Regions from separate parts of the Mus musculus genome. Here regions 2 and 3 are each linked to region 1. The links are chromatin contacts, called in public ChIA-PET maps. All regions are on one chromosome and are shown on one strand. The core of a region is the stretch at or near the end of the contact, and the rest is flanking DNA. Distances in the headings are between cores, read along the strand shown. Region 1 overlaps Pkp4 (plakophilin 4). Region 2 overlaps Pkp4 (plakophilin 4). Region 3 has its middle 21 kb from the start of Gm46743.

Evidence for each region. ChIA-PET counts read pairs in DNA pulled down with a chosen protein or histone mark.
Region 2: a contact with region 1 is called in an RNA polymerase II ChIA-PET map of memory CD8 T cells, with 27 read pairs. The contact joins two enhancer-like sites. A contact is called at or near these places in 2 of 115 datasets of contacts at active chromatin or transcription factors (T-cell acute lymphoblastic leukemia and memory CD8 T cells) and 4 of 9 other capture datasets (adipose tissue, embryonic stem cells, liver and 1 more).
Region 3: an RNA polymerase II ChIA-PET map of memory CD8 T cells shows a contact between it and region 1, with 9 read pairs. The contact joins two enhancer-like sites. A contact is called at or near these places in 1 of 484 Hi-C or Micro-C datasets (epidermal suprabasal cells), 1 of 115 datasets of contacts at active chromatin or transcription factors (memory CD8 T cells) and 1 of 9 other capture datasets (embryonic stem cells).

The regions. Positions count from the first base shown.
Region 1 is chr2:59,201,355-59,204,808 of GRCm38.p6, forward strand. All of the region lies in intron 1 of Pkp4 (plakophilin 4), which reads left to right. Among named protein-coding and RNA genes, the nearest start is that of Pkp4, 42 kb to the left of the region's middle. Within about 2 kb of position 1,802, at least 41 of the 459 cell types and tissues checked have an H3K27ac peak or open chromatin away from gene starts, as enhancers often do. A contact at or near this core is called in memory CD8 T cells, where this site is marked.
Region 2 is chr2:59,336,967-59,340,390 of GRCm38.p6, forward strand. It overlaps Pkp4 (plakophilin 4), which reads left to right. Exons shown (of 22, transcript NM_026361.2): 13 at 618-735; 14 at 1,753-1,944; 15 at 2,115-2,288. Among named protein-coding and RNA genes, the nearest start is that of 5330411J11Rik, 48 kb to the right of the region's middle. Within about 2 kb of position 1,670, at least 68 of the 459 cell types and tissues checked have an H3K27ac peak or open chromatin away from gene starts, as enhancers often do. A contact at or near this core is called in memory CD8 T cells, where this site is marked.
Region 3 is chr2:59,439,845-59,443,156 of GRCm38.p6, forward strand. No RefSeq gene overlaps it. Among named protein-coding and RNA genes, the nearest start is that of Gm46743, 21 kb to the left of the region's middle. Within about 2 kb of position 1,842, at least 9 of the 459 cell types and tissues checked have an H3K27ac peak or open chromatin away from gene starts, as enhancers often do. A contact at or near this core is called in memory CD8 T cells, where this site is marked.

The DNA.
Region 1 (3,454 bases), core at 552-3,051:
CACAAGGTAAGCATGAGCTCCGAGAGCCACATATCCAGCTTTCCTATCTCATTCTTAAAACTTCAGCTCAAGTACTGTTATTCCAAAGATCACAGAGGGACAAGGAAGGGCCTCCAGGAGCCAGAGTCAGGTGATGCAGCAGGGAGTGTGCTGAGGAAGGCTTTCAGATCCTGGTGGCCATCTGCTGGGACCCTGTGGCCAGTGCTTCCTTCCCCACCACTCTGTGTTTCAGTGCACGTTGTCGTATGTGACTAAAAAGGTACTTTCCATTAAATTAGAATTCACTATTTTATTTGAATGCTGTAACTTCAAAGCAGTGTTGTGCCCTTCAGAAGAAATGAAGTCAGTTTATGCAGTCAGCTGCCTATCAGCTGACTGAAATTCCTTCTGTCAGGAGGGAACAGGTTATATGTGAGCGAGGAAGAGGGATGTGGAGGGGAGCAAGTTGGAAAAAATACTTTCAAAACAAGACATTTTTGTTTTTCCGTCCTGTTTTCCCAGAAGCTTTGGCATAAAAATGTCTGTCTCACCCTCAGTCACATCTTGGATGTTTAGGAAAAAACATCTCAGGAAATCATGCATAGTCCTACAGAAAGCTAGTCAGTGAGAGAATGGCCTAAGTTATCACTTAGTTTTAAAGACCAGTCTAGTGTACATTGTGTAGAGAAGATGTTTCTGGTCCTCAGTGCATGGTTGTAGACAGTGCTATGCTTGTCCTGTTCCACGCCTGTTGCACAGGCTAGAATGTCAGCTGCTGTGATTTGATGAGGACAAGCGTTCCGTTAAAATGTACTCAATAGGATAATGTACAAATGTGCTTGGTTTTCTTTCTTCATATATAAAATACAGAGCTCTACCGAGGCGGAGTGGCCTAAGCCTTTAATGCCAGCACTTGGGAGGCAGAGGCGGGCAGATCTCTGAGTTTAGGACCAGCGTGGTCTACATACCAAGTTCCAGGACAGCCAGGGTTACAAAGTCAGACCATGTCTTACAAACAAACAAAGAGAACCCTATTATTGTGGTTTTTGGCTTTGAAATTATACTTTTCATAAAATTTAATTAAATGTGTTATTTCCTGAAAGCAAAAGTTAAAAGACATTTAAGCATAAAGATCTTTCTTGTGATCTCTTATTTCCCCAGATAGGATGGAAACCCAAGATTTTTTTCTTGTATGTTAGACTTACCACTCCATTCTCCAATTCTGATGCCAACCATACACAATGGATAACAGCTGACTTCTGATTCTGGTCGGGATGGCATTGTCCATTCCTTTATTCTAGTTTTAGAGTGTGTGTGTGTGTGTGTGTGTGTGTGTGTGTGTGTGTGTGTGCTCCTGAGGAGAAGGCATTCACTGACATGGCCAAGACTGTCTTCATGTTCACTGATTTTTCTATTTCTCAGTCTGCTCTGATGCCAGGATGCTTTCTGTAAGGAAAAGAGTGTGCGCGATTTGTGCTCTTCTTCCATGGTCTTTGACAAGGAACGAGCTATAGCCACCATCTGTCCCCAGGGACTCAGTGTAGGAAAGACACAAGAGCAATCCTGGGGCAGGCTTCGGCTCTCCCACCAACCTGCTTTTTAGCCAGTCACTGCTTTAATTCTCACAGGCCTGCCAGGCTCTTCTCCTGCCCCTCCCAAGATGACACCCTTTGGTTTTTACTCTTCCAGCTTCTCGTGGGTCTTACCTCCCTCAAGGTCACACTGACACAGTCCATCAAGTACCGGAACACATCTATAGCTTCCTCTCAGCACTCAGACTCTCATCCTTGGCTGCCCATGAGTGAGTGACTCATGTCTTTCTTTGCCCGCTTGCCTCATTTTCTCATCTCCAGAGCTGCCTTCCTGGTTCCTCCCCTTCCTATTCCACCAAATTTAGACTGACTCTATTCACATAGAGCAGGGAGGCTCACTCACACCTCCGTTCTTCCAATACCTTTCAACTTCTGATGGCCTTTCTGCATCGTGGCATACTGGTCTCCTCCCCTCCTGCTGTCCTGTGTTCTGTACATTTTTATCATTGTGTTTTCCTCACTATTGCTTTCCTCTCCACTAGCCCAGGGACTCTTCATCACCTTACTGTCATGACACTTCACACGCTCTGGCATTTTCATGCAGACATAAATGTGTTGTCATTCTTTCCCTGTCCCAGCAGAACAGACAGACACGTGCTTACTAAACACTTCCTCTGCTGTAGTCTCTCTCCCAGGTACTGAGAAAAGTAGCCCCTGCCCTCATGACCTCACAGCGTGTCACTGGGAAATGATTGCTTTTAAACCTGGTGCTTGCTCTACCTATGAGCATCAAAGTCACAGAAGTTCTGTCTAAAAGGCTGATACTTTTTCTCTTGTACTTTTTTCAAAAAGTTGTTTGGAAGTGTTAAATGTGAGCCTGCACTTGGCTCCTTGAATGCTGCCATTAAGCATGCAGACTAAAACCAAGTGGTAGAGACCAGTGTTGTGCCTCCCCCAGCTCAGCTTGCTGGAGACAGCACAGGAAGCGAAGGTGCTGTCATGGTTACAGTGTACTCTTCCTTTCTCTCTCTCTCTCTCTCTCTCTCTCTCTCTCTCTCTCTCTCTCTCCCTCTCCCTCTCCCTCTCCCTCTCCCTCTCCCTCTCCCTCTCCCTCTTCCTCTCTCTTTCTTTTAGTTATACTCCCAAGAGCTACTTTAAAAGCTGTAAATTATTAAAAGCATCATTACTTAAATCAGTATTTATTAAAAGAGACATTAAATGTATGTGTAATTACTGTTTGATGATTCTCCAGTTCAAATGTGTCACCCTTCCTTTTCTTCTCCCTGTGCATGTACTGAAGTGCCTTTCAGATTACCATCTGCCTCACACTGAACGTGTTTAAGCAGGTTGTAATGTATCCCAGGTGGGGAGTTGGTCTGCTCAAACCCATGCTAATGGATGTTGTGTACCCAGCCTAAAGCCACATGAATGTGCATGAAAAAAGAATTAAAACTTGAACCAGCCTGGATCAGACTGCGTTCTTTTTCTTAAAAATCATTCATTCCTATGCTTAAAAACCAAGCTTTCAAAACCATATTAGGACCCATCTTACAGCCAAAACACAAATTCATACTTCATTCTGTTGGCAGGGACCTTCACTATCAATCTAAAAACCCTGTAACTTCTGTACCACTATTAATGCACTGTCTTAATTTGCTTTCTATTCTGAGATAAACACCATGACCAAAAACAAGTTGAGGAGGAAAGTGTTTATTTCAGCTTAGGATTTTCACTTTATACTCCGTCATCAGAAGAAATCAGGGAGGTAACGCTAACCAGGAACTAAAGCAGAGGCCATGGAGAAGAACTCACTGGCTTGCTCCTCAAGGTTTACTCAGCCTGCTTTCTTATACACTCCAAGACCACTAACCTACGCTAACCTAGGGGTGGCGCCACCCCCTCCCACACGAGTCTTCAATCAAGAGAATGCCCAATAGACTTGG
Region 2 (3,424 bases), core at 420-2,919, 140 kb after region 1:
AAACACATACTCATATATATGTGGGATTTATTAGAATTTACTATAATTTATAGAACTTATATAATCCAGTTCATGAGGCTGGGTGCCTCAGATGATCTTTAGTATAGCTAGAATCCCAAAAAGTTGCTAGCAAGCGTGAGAACAAGCAGGCAGAGACAGAGAACCTCCTTCCGTGTCCATTATACAGGCTGCCTGCAGGTGTGGCCTGGATTAAAGGCTAGTCTTCCCACCTCAAAGATCCAGATTAAAAGTGGGTCTTCCCACTTCAAATGATTAAGTCAAGACAAAATCCCTCACAGGTGTGCCCAGCGATTTGGCTTTTAGTAATTCCAGATGTAGTCAGGCTGGCGGCCAAGAATTACCACCACAGCCTATACCTGAACCAGCACAGAAGCTACTCAACTGAAGGTTGGGTTTCAGGAGAGAGAATGACTAGTCACGTTAAAGGAATGGGCTAGCTCAGTGAACAAAGGGTAGAGTGGCATATGGGGTATATCTCAAGCCACCTTTCAATGGCTGCTCTCTGCTCCCATTCTCAGGGATCGTTAAAGTCAGGCTGCATGGCTGAAGGGTAAGTTGTTCAGCTCCGCAGCTCCCACATATTTCTGTCCATCCAGGAACCTCAGCTCTGCCGGGGAGGAAGCACGAAAACAAATGCGCTCCTGCGAGGGGCTGGTGGACTCGCTGTTGTATGTGATCCACACGTGTGTGAACACTTCTGACTACGACAGCAAGGTCAGTACCCTCCCAGCTGCTCACCGCAAAACAGAGTGAGTGCTCGCTCAACAGCACAAGTTGGGCATGATGTGGCAATGCAACAGGCCTGGAACCATGGGTGAAGGACCTCACATGGGTCCCGGATCTGTGTGGTTTCCAGGTGACAGCCCTGAGCTCTCTTCCTAGTCTTAGCCACTGCCCCATCTCAGCCCCACCCCAGTTTCTCTGCACCCTCCTGTTTCCTCTTGTGACATTCTAGCGAATTCTGCCCCAGGGGCTGGGAAAGACCGCAAGTCCAAGCTGAGTATCAGGAGTCCCAAGGTGTGTGCCCGTGTGGTGTTGGGCTAGGCTGGGCTAGGAGAAGCCATTGGTAGATCTTGGGTCACAATAATGAGTCTGAGAGAGAAAAAAATAACTAGTCACCTGCTGGGGATGGGGGGGGGGTGTCTCCAAAGAAACAGCCACGTTTTTAGTTGAGCTCATTAAACAAGACCTGCAGATGACATTGAGAGAAACAAGCAAGTTGGGAAGGAGGACTTGCCAGGTGGGGCAACTCTAACCGTGACTTTAGACATCGGAGTTGGAATGACAGTTGTGCCCCCCCCCAGCCCCAATTAAAGATTTAAAGTATGGAAAAACAGATGCAAAAGACAAAATGTCAACAGAAAGATTAGGGCATTCCTCAGAGAAGGGAGACAGGAAATAGAGGGGCAGCAGAGGTAAGACCTGGCGATAGGGCTGCTTCCGGGAAGGGAGAAGGAAGTACTGGGATGGAGGATGGGAAGTCGTGGGAGGCCTCAGCATCTCCAGTGCCGTGTGGCACTGAACAGGCCTGGTGGATCTTAGTGTAAAGCCAGTCCACGCTTCACAGCTGCACCCTGGCCCTCAAGACTGGAGAGCAGTTCTCCTCCCCTTAGACGTCACATTCTAAGTCAGCAGTATTTCCTTCACGTTCTCCATTTACTTCCTGTTGGTGTGTGCAGTGCCGAGTCGTCTCATGTGATGTTTTTAATTACACACTGTGTTGGGTTTCAGACAGTGGAGAACTGTGTGTGTACCCTGAGGAACCTGTCATACCGGCTGGAGCTGGAAGTCCCTCAGGCCCGGCTGCTCGGACTGAACGAGCTAGATGACTTACTAGGAAAAGAGTCTCCCAGCAAAGACTCGGAACCAAGCTGCTGGGGAAAGAAGAAGAAAAAGAAAAAGAGAACGCCACAAGAGGACCAAGTTAGCATTTCCTTTTCTCTACCGTTTTACTTGTTAGAGAGTGAAAAGCTGTAATTTGGCAGAAAAGATTATCGCTATTTAGCTAAAACCCAGTCCAGCAAAATGCATGAGTAGCAGCCAGAGGGCTTACCCGTTTCCTTTCCCCTCAGCCTGTGCCATCTGTCTTTCAGTGGGATGGAGTCGGGCCTATCCCTGGACTGTCCAAGTCCCCCAAGGGAGTCGAGATGCTGTGGCATCCATCAGTGGTAAAGCCGTACCTGACTCTGTTAGCAGAAAGTTCCAACCCTGCCACCTTGGAAGGCTCTGCCGGATCCCTGCAGAACCTCTCTGCTGGCAACTGGAAGGTGAGATGTTTCCTCCTATACACATTTCTGTCTGTCTTTGTGGTCGGGTCAGCCACAGTGGGAAAAGGACACACTTGTTTATAGAGTTTGTCCATAAAAGGGAGTTATGCGGTCTGGGGAGGAGACAAGATGCCACTCTGGGCACCCTAAAATGAATATGATGAAGTTCCTTCCCTGAGAATCTGAGGTTGATGCGCAAGTGTTATAGTATCCACTGGGTCGGTGCTGTGTGATCCTGGAAACCGACTTCTAGGGTGGGCTGGCAGGGAAAAGGGGGAAGGGAGTTGAAGGCCCCTGCAGGATGAACCGAGCTCAGCCACCAGGGCCTAAGGCTGGGGTGGAGAGGAGGAGCTGATGGGCAAGAAGAACAGACAGGAGGGAACAGGCCTTGTGGTAGGAAAGGACTCTGGGCTCAGCAGGCTGCTCTGAGGCAAAGCCGACAGGACCAGACAGAGCGGCTGGACGCTGAGCTTCAGGAATGAGGCCTGACCCACAGACAAGGGGACTCTGAGGTTTTCGGCAGCTAAATAACAAAGACAAGCCAGTGCGGACACTGTTGGGTTACTTCTGTGGCTTTACAGGGGGTGAGGATAAGAAAAACTAGAGGCTGGGCTTCCCAGAAGGAGCCAGTGCCACATCATAATGAAAGAAGATGGGGACCTGGTTCTGAAAGTTGGGGTCTGGCAGTGCTCGTGGGAATACCCTACTTTTCTCAGGCTCCTTCAAAGCATAGGAAGTTTTGCCTTTTTATACATGTGCAACCCTGTGAACATGAAAATGGTTTCCTGTCATTACCACAATCGGAAGCAAAGTTTCTTAAAACTTTAGATGCCATCTTTCACTTTTCCCAGACAGTCCTTGTGTGATACAGTTTCAGTCACCAGAAACTTTCTGACAAATGGGTGACTCTTGTTTTGGCTCCTCATCCCACTCCACCCAAAATAAGGCTCTTTGGGACTGGATTCTCCATGACTGAGCTCTGTTAGGAGACATGGGTGTACACATTTCACTCAGGTGACTGACAGAGAATCTGTACAAGTTCTTGTGGCCTGATGTTACCTAAGCAATGTGGTTATTCATTTACTGTGTCTGAAGTTCTAACAGCTTAGTGCTAGGGCTGACTAAATTCACAAGAA
Region 3 (3,312 bases), core at 592-3,091, 240 kb after region 1:
CTGTCAAATGCTCCTCTCTGACCTAATCTACAGCCTTTCAACTAATGCCAGAACCAGAGCCCTAAAGCTGCCAACACATCTGAAAAAATACTTAACTCTTTGTCTGAGGATCGGACCCAGTTGTCCAAATAAAGTCCAAATAACGAGCACAGTGAAGCTATTCCGTGTATTTTTCATGTGTGCCTGGGAACAAACGTTATAGTCCCTGCCGATGAGATTTCTTTTCTTCAATGGTATTGCAGGGCTGCAGCTTCAGAGCATGCGCAGTCTGATGGGCGAGCATGCTGAGAGCCAGGTGAGGTTTTCTTTGTCTTCACTGCGCTGGGTACGGAACCTTCCTGGCATCTGTTGTGAATGGGGCACCAGCAGTTAGGAATCAGGATCTGTGTGCTTATTCCGTTTTACAGCAAGTGGCAACAGAGGAGAAGAGACACAGCCCTGCAGGGTACAAGTAGCCACTCTCTAGCCTACAGCACAGCACACCAAAGGCACAGTTTCCGCAGAAGTCCTATGTTTTTCATATGATGAGCCATTCAGTTAATACCAAATGCCGTTTCTATCAGTCTTACTTCTTTTTCTCCAAGCAGAGCAGAGAGAATTTGGAGTCCTTTGCCTTGTTTCTTCAATAAAAGGAAGACATAGATCTATATCACTTCTTTTGATCAGAGAACTCAGCATTTCTACCCACCTGGCATCTTCTTTGTCTTTGATTCATCACTATAAACTCAACAAATAGTTGTATTAGCACTACCAGGAAAGGTAGGGACGTGTGGGCTTGTTTCTGCTCACCACAAGGGGGAGCCATTGCGCCCTCCTGGTTAGTCATTCCCACTACAGTACCTAAGGTCAGTGCTGGGTCTACACCTGTGCCCTCACTCGACACAGCTTGGAGTGGCCCGCTGTAGCAGCAAAACAAAAGTAGATGGAGAATCCAAAAGGAGTGAAAACGGGTGCTCAGGGGAAAAAAATGCCTGGAATGATGCACAATCATAGAACTATTTACAAGAGCCAAGAAATGGAAACAGCACAAATGCTTGTCACCAGTTGAAGAGATAAACAAATGATAAGATAGACACTTGTCGGAATATTACTCACTCAGAAAAGAACTGTAGCTCTGAACTATACACAATACATGGGTAAAACTAGAAAATACCATGCAAAGTGAAAGATGATGAAGACGAAGCTTTTATCGTATAATCTAATACACCTGAAATAGAATATATAAGTTATATAGATGCACTATAGACTGATGACTTTGGCTAGGGACTAATTGTTTAGTGAGCATAAGCTTTATTTGGGGATGTGGAAATCCTGGGAACTAGGTAGAGATGATAGCATTGTGTATAAGCCATGGGATTCCTTGCTTTACAATGATAAACTTTATGCTATGTGAATTTTATCCCAATAAAATTTCTTTTCAATAAACATTGTTGAGTGATGAGTTAGACAACAGGTGTCTGGGATCAGGACATTGGGGTCTTGACAAACACCCTAGAAGGGAGACATTTGAGACAACAAACACGGTGTACAATAAAGAAGCAGTAGGAAGCCAACAGTGTGTGAGTGGGGGGTGGGGGCGAGATGCCCCGAGTTATCTGGTGTTCTAGGGGAATGGGACATGTAGGGACAGAGGACTGGTGGCCAGAGTCACTGACTGAGCTGGTCATTTCCAGATGCTTGGTGTCTTATTCAAAGCATTTTTTCCATAAACACAGATCTAACAGGGAAATTTTATTTAAAGCAAAGTGACAGTTTAAATCAGAGTGACAGTGGGCCACCTGAGTGAGGGCACTCAAGGGCCCTGACTACCATGTGGGGATTCTTCTAATGCGGTTTGACAGAAGGTGGAGCTAGGTTGCAAAGTGGCGTAGCTTGGGCAGTTCTGTTTTGAGTAACAAATTTGAGTTATGTAAGTCTCTGCTTACCATGCATGTCCTTTCCCATAATGAATCTGATGGCAGCCCTACGAATGTCCAATTATGCACAGGCACAGGGTGGGAAGCAGGAGACTCTCCCAGAGAGTTTGCTTTGAGGACAGAGTTGGCCTCGGAGCACTCAAAACCAGTTCAGGCCAGATCAGACGGTCTCTCTTGGTTTCAGGGCATGTTCCAGGACATGTTTGAATAGAAATAGGGCATTACAAGAGGCTTCTATGCGGGGTAATTTATTTCTGTTGTTTAAAGCAGGTGACAGTTTGATGCAAGTGGGGCTCCTATGTGCTAAAAGGTTGCTAGGCGTGCTGATCAGGGAGAGATGTGTGTATTGTACTTATATGTAAGCATCTCAGGCTGCCAAGAGCATTATTAGAAGGATGTGTGTATGGTCCAGACAAGCAGAGTCCCAACAGAGGACAACAGAGTCCCAACAAGGATGTGTGCATGGCCCAAAACAAGCGGAGTCCCAGGTTGCTAAGCTATTCCCTATACTTGTCTGTCTCGTGAACAAAAGCAGCAAACATCTTTTTTTTTTTTTCAAAGAATGGCAAATGGATAGTGAATTTATTTTCATTAAGGACGTATCCTGTAAAAGACAATTCTAAGCATTTACACTAAGGACAGGAACTCCCCAACAGAGGAACCACCCAAATCCTATATAGTTTTGTTTGTTTGTTTTTTAATCTTGCCTCAAGTTTATTTGTAAAAACAGAATAAGACACTGGTCATCTGCAAATAGTGTGTGGGTAGGTGTGTCCCAGCAATTCATCTGTCTTCACATTGGCAGTAGAAGCCTTTTCTACGGGGCCTTCACAGGGGGCTGGGCACCTTTGGGAGCCCGAGCTGGAGCAGAGGCCTGGGCTCTAGCTTGAACTTTGGGCTCTGGTTGGCAAAGCCTACAACCCTTGCCTACATTCACAACTGAGGGTGATGCTAAATTTCTGTTAGAGATTTCAGTAACGAGACTTTGCGGGTCCCAGCTTCAGAGCCGCTCCGTTCCAAGCTTGCATGAGAGACTGTGGGGCAGTCTAGAGCTCTCAGGCTGCTGTTGTCTGACAGAAGGACTGGAAACCACGAGGCCAACCCAGGCTATGTCTGTTCACAACAAGGCCGGAGACTTGGGGCTAGCCTGAGAGGTGATGTCACGTGACTAAGGAAGGGTGGGATGAGTGCTCGATAGGAGAATGTGAGGGTAGATTTCAGGACACAAGTTAGCAGGAGAGAGCTGCCTGCTGTGTACACACATGCAGCTTGGATGGCAAGGCTCATCATGCATTGTCTGAGGTTTTCTCTTCACAGAAGGAGGCAAATAAGGGCTACTGAGCGGATGAAGCTTGTGGATTACCAACAAAGAAGAGGTTAATGGCAGTCCTGTTTC